Regions from separate parts of the Oryctolagus cuniculus genome. Here region 1 is linked to region 2. Evidence: chromatin contacts called from public Hi-C data. All regions are on one chromosome and are shown on one strand. The core of a region is the stretch at or near the end of the contact, and the rest is flanking DNA. Distances in the headings are between cores, read along the strand shown.

What was found. Hi-C and Micro-C count contacts between places; a contact is called where the count stands out from the background.
Region 1: a Hi-C map of an unstated tissue shows a contact between it and region 2, with 6 times the contacts expected there. The contact joins the promoter of LOC100351224 here to the enhancer-like site in region 2. A contact is called at or near these places in 2 of 6 Hi-C or Micro-C datasets (psoas muscle and an unstated tissue).

What each region holds. Positions count from the first base shown.
Region 1 is chr2:58,345,630-58,348,403 of mOryCun1.1, reverse strand. LOC100351224 (FAST kinase domain-containing protein 2, mitochondrial-like) reads right to left here and starts at 1,401. Exons shown (of 1, transcript XM_008250029.4): 1 at 1-1,401.
Region 2 is chr2:57,962,460-57,965,454 of mOryCun1.1, reverse strand. All of the region lies in intron 1 of GPM6A (glycoprotein M6A), which reads left to right. Among named protein-coding and RNA genes, the nearest start is that of GPM6A, 74 kb to the left of the region's middle. Within about 2 kb of position 1,369, at least 2 of the 8 cell types and tissues checked have an H3K27ac peak or open chromatin away from gene starts, as enhancers often do.

The sequences.
Region 1 (2,774 bases), core at 152-2,651, 380 kb before region 2:
TTTTATTTTTAAAAGCCAGATTTATGCCATTGAAGAGTCACACCTAAACAAGGAATGAGGAAAGGAAGGAAGGAAGAGTGATGAAAATTATAAACCAAAGGACTTTACATCTGCTGTTGTCCATTAGTTTATAGTTCAGACTGCCTGGGGCGGGGGAGCCATTCTCTTATGATTAGTAAGTTATTTTGTTTTTAATCTGATTTCCAATAACTTGTCTTTTTTCAATGACAGGAAATTTACTGTCGATCTGCCCACAAGAGATAAGACAGATTTACTTCTGTGAGTCTCAGTCTTAAAGGTGTGTAATATTTTTCTGACACTAGTTTTTGAGCCATAGCCTCAACTTATGAAGTTAGACATTGCTTGTTCTTACTTCAACACTCTGAAGGCTTTTAAAAATTATTATGTGAGGCATGACTAAATGATCTGACAAATACATACTCTTACACGTAAGTTTTCTCTGTGCCATTCAGTGTTGTAAACTGTACACTGTAGAGGGCATCTCCATATAACAGGAAAACTGTGTATATAGAGGGCACTATTACTTGTTTTACCCAGCTACATCACCAGAGGGCACCAAAGGACTACTAACAGAAAAGACCACTATACTGATTCTTCACGCTGGGTTTTTTTTTTTTTTTCCTCCAGACTTTCACAAGAACAGATCTGGCCAGTGTGAAGAATTTCCACTTCCTAAAAGCAATGTGAAATACAACAGTTCAAGCTATAGTTTCTGGACAGTGAGACAAAGGCTCTTTGGTATTATTATAATAATATAATAAGCCTATTAAAATAATATGAAAGCCTTTGGTTTGGCTCTTTGGTATTATTATTATCATTATTATTATTGGAAACAAACAAACGTTAGAGCCAAGAAACTATTCTTAGCTTATATGCATGAAAATTACTTACCCTCTAGTGATTTTGCAGACTGCATTGGCTTAAAAATTATTTAATAATATATTGTATATTCCATGAACAGATAGAAGTGAAAAGCATGGTGAAAATGGTAAACACACATTGTGTACACTTGTTAAAATGTCATGCTGTACCCAAAGATATGTGCAACTACTAAATGTTAATCAAAAAAAAGTTAATGCTTGAGATGGAAACGCTAACTAACCTGATTTGATTATCATCCATTGAATACATGTACTCAATTCTCACACTGCACCCCATAAATATGTACAGCTAAAATGGTAAACTAATCTCCTTACAGATGCAGGGATGGTGCAACGTACACAAATTAATAACAGAAAAAAGGAACCTATGATTATCTCAATATGTGCAGAAAGGGCATTTAATAAAACCCAACATCATTTAATGTTAAAACCTCAACAAATTAGGTGAAGAAACAACATACCTCCACATAGTTGATATCATATATAATAAACCAATAGTAAAACCTTACTGAAGACTTTCTGAAGCTGAAGACTTTCTAAGATCTGGAACAAAACAAAATTGCCCAATTTGTTTCTCTATAATAGTGGAACTCTTAGAGCAATTAAGCAAGATAAATAAAAGCCATCTAAACTGCACAAGAGAAAGTCAAATTGTCACTGTTTGCAGATGACATAATCTTATGTAAAGAAAACTCAGCAAAATTTCAGGACACAAAGTTAATGTACAAAGCCCAGTAGCATTGCCTTGGAGCCAGGATTTTTCTTCCTCCCAATATCCAAAAACCTCCCTCTCCTATCTCTTTGCAGTATCACCTTCTGAAAGAGACCTCCCAGAACCCACTTTAAACTAGCACCCAAGTGTTCCTCATTGCTTTCCCCTATTTTTCCTCGTAATATTTATAATATTATGTGAGGTATACTCTGCTTACTCACGTGTCCATTAGATGTTCTCTCCACCACCCTGTAAGTTCTGTGAGAACAGACGTTTTCCCCCTCTGTAGTTCCTGCTATCTTTAGTACAACAATGCTGGGCAAAGAGGAGCACAATACATACTTGTTGAATAATGCGCACATACCAAGAAGACAATGATTTACCATATTGTTTGTAATTCACCTGCCACATAGATAGTTCACCAGTAAATTTTAGCTGTTATGCATTTTTGTGGGGCTGGAGCTGTGGCACAACAGGTTAAAGCCCTGGCCTGCAGCGTTTGTATCCCATATGGACACTGGTTCAAGTCCTAGCTACTCCACTTCCAATCCAGATTCCTGCTATGGTCTGGGAAAGCAGCAGAGGATGGCCCAAGTCCTTGGCCCCTGAACCCATGTGAGAGACCCAGAAATTCTTGGCTCCTGGCTTCGGATCAGCACAGCTCCAGCCATTCTGACCATTTGGGGAGTGAACCAACAAATGGAAGACCTCTTTCTATTTGTCTCTATCTCTTTCTGTAACTCTTTCAAATAAATTTAATAAAATAAATTTTTAAAATGCATTTTTATTATTAATTTCTGTTTCTATTATTGATTGAACTAATTTGTTTCTTTTTTAAAGGAGCTGTATTCATAATGATTTACTAGATGACAACCAATATTTTAAAAATAATTTGGAATAAATGAGAATATTCCCATAGTCCAAGTATTATTTTGTGAAAAGCTAACTATAATTTTGTGTGTGTGGTCTGAGTACACCAAGAATGCACAAAACATGCTGATATAGGTCAATTACCTTTCATAAATTCTCCTGGACATTTTTTTGAAGATTTATTTTGTTTGAAAGGCAGAGTGACAGAGAGAGATCTTACATGCACTGGTACACTTTCCAAATGATCGCAGTGGCTGAGGTTAGGCCAGGTAGAAGCCAGGAGCTTTTTC
Region 2 (2,995 bases), core at 120-2,619:
CACAAAGCAGGCTGTTGACGGTTAATCTTGACCACATCACTCTTTATTTACACAACAACTCTTAGTATAATATTAATATAAATTTCTTGTCACAATCTAAACTGCTGAGAAATTTATGTTTTACTAATTCACTGTCTACTTTCTGTTTGTGATTACATGTCCCAAATGTAGAACACTGCAGATATTCAATATTGGTTGACACAATGAGTAAATGAACAAAAAATTATCTTAACACTTAAATAATTAGTTTTGGTTATTAACAGTTTTACTGAAACACTGAGTAATTTTGTTACCCTGCTTTAGTTGAAACTCATTCTTCCAACTTTGAAATAATTTTACTTACTGTTTAACTATATTCAGTTGAGACTTGTGAAAGTTTCATACTTCTTATACAGAAGCTATACTACAGAGTCACTGAATTTAAACATTTAGCAAGAGTGTTAATCTCATTTGTATTAAATTGGATCAAAATTATTTTTTCATCTTCTTTAATAAATTTGATTAGAGTCCATGGATTAATGTCCTATCCAATGCCATATCTGTACAATAATGATATTGCATAAATTAAAGTTGTGTTTCTGAAATATATATTATTCCATCCTTTTTTGTCTTTCATAAAGAGATAATTGCTGTTCACATTTTGGCTTTGCCACAGAGAGTCTTTTTTAGCCTCAAAAACGATTTAAAAAAAACCCTCTTTTCTCAAAAGGCTTACATTTTAAACCTTTAATCAGTTTTGATTGATGTGCTCCTTTGAAACTGCTCTAATTATTTCTCATTTTACTTCCTGATTTTGACACCAAAAGAGTACACGCAGCCTAGGAATTCAAGGTCTCTGGAAGTGAGGCTTCGATATTTCCATCTCCTGAAGACTGCCATGGGTGAAGCCCACAGAACACACTGATGGGAAATGTGTCGCTGGTAGTTGCCTTGTCTGTTGATGCTTGTCGCCTGTTTAAGTGAACATTTTGCCTCATGCAATCAAGAGACAGTAGTTTTGCTAAAAATGTAGGCCAAAAGGCTAACTCCGAAATTGTGAATTTCTGCTCTAAGATTTGCTTCATGCAGCCCTGTGAAAATGAGGGAGATATACATAGATTGGAATAGTGTTCCTCTGATAATTGTTAAGAGCTGTATGCTCTCTAAACATGAAATTCAACTCTGTTCTAGCTAATACTGTGTGTGCTTGTGTGTATGCATGTGTGTTCTCAAGAGACAGTGTATTTTTAATCTATTGTATGTAGAAGATAGGAATTAGAATAGAAACTGATAAGCATTTTGTAGACAGTTCTGTTTATTACAAAGACTTTAAAAATAATGGATGAAAACAGGCCATCATGGACTTATTCAGGCTCCTTCTTTTGGCATTCCTGCTTTTCTGCTCTTGTTACCATAGTTACTGGTTTAATCATGATGCACAGAACCATGTCTAATTACAGTATATGCCAGCACAAAAAATAATTCTTTGCATATCTTAGTCCACAAACAGCTTGTAGCTTGTTTTTTGGCACTTTATTACCACGTTTTCTGAAAAAAGACATTTGTACATAATTTTAAATCTGTTATTATCTGCTTTTTTATTGAAATGAAAATAAGTCTCTGAAGTGGATGGTTGTTAAAATAATTGATACAGAATTTTTTTGAGATTAAACTTTGTCACACATGAGACATCCTCAGTATTATCCATAGCATGCTAATATGTAGTCACTATAAGCATCTATTTTCTTCTTATCAGAAAACATGACTAATGGGATGTTCATAATTTAGAAAATGAAATTATTAGATTGCTGTGGCTAAGCAGTTGAGCCAGAAACCACTATTTGAACAGTCCCATTTTTCAAACAATAGTGAACTTACAACAACATTTTCTTTGTTGACTGTAAAAGGCTCTTGTGGATCACTTTGTACACAACAGTGTTTTTTTAACTATATCCTTAACTATTACAGTAGGTGATTTCCCTCAATGTCATGTAATGAAATGTAGGACTAGACAGAATTAAATATGGCTTCCTAGCTCCTGTTCCAGGAATCCCAGTTGCACCAATCTGGTTAAAGATGATATAAAAAAAAATCCTTATTCCTTTTCATTATTATTTGTTATCTGAGAAGTTGTTGTAAAATATAAATAATTATCAACAATAGAGGTTTTAAAATTAATTGCTTGTGTTCACTTTTACTGTTTATATGATAATGCTGTTCTTATTCTTCTTAAGTGAATTATACTTAAAATACTTCCTTTCTACCTTAGTAAAATGTATGATATTAAACCAAAGGAAATTATAAATTTTCACAGATTTGTCACAAATCTTTATTCCAAATTTGTAGGTGAATGTTTTCTGTTAGAATATTTAAGATGATTTTCATTGCAGATTAAATTGTTGTGAAGGTGCTACTGAACTTATTTGAATCTTGATGCTACTTTAAAAACTTCCTGGAAAATAGAATTAAAAGGTTATTTATTTTGGTGCAAAAAATTTTTGAAATCTGTGCTTAGATTTCTCGTAATATTCATTTCCATGAAAGTTTTAAAGATCTCTCAAATTCACATTTATTGACATGGGAAGATATATATTTCCTTTCCTTTTTAAAAATATTTATTTATTCATGAAAGAGTAACACACACAGAATTAGAGAAAGAGTAAAAGAGAGAGATAGAGATCGAGAGAGTGAGAAAGAGAGAAAGAGAGAGTGGAAAAGAGATAGAGAGAGAGAGAGAGAGAGAGACTTCCATCTCCTGGTTCAGTCCCCAAATGAGGGCTGAGCCAGGCTGAAGCCAGCAGCCAGGAGTGCTATCTGGTTCTCCCTTGTGGGTAGCAGGAAGTCTAGTGTTTAAGACATAAAATGCTGCTTTCCTGGTGCATTAGCAGGAAGCTGGATTGGAAACTGAGCATCCAGCATTCTGATACGGGATGCCAATGTTGCAAGTGGTGACTTAACCTGCTATGCCACAATACCAGCTCCAATATACATTTTCTAAAGTAATTGATGTATCGTG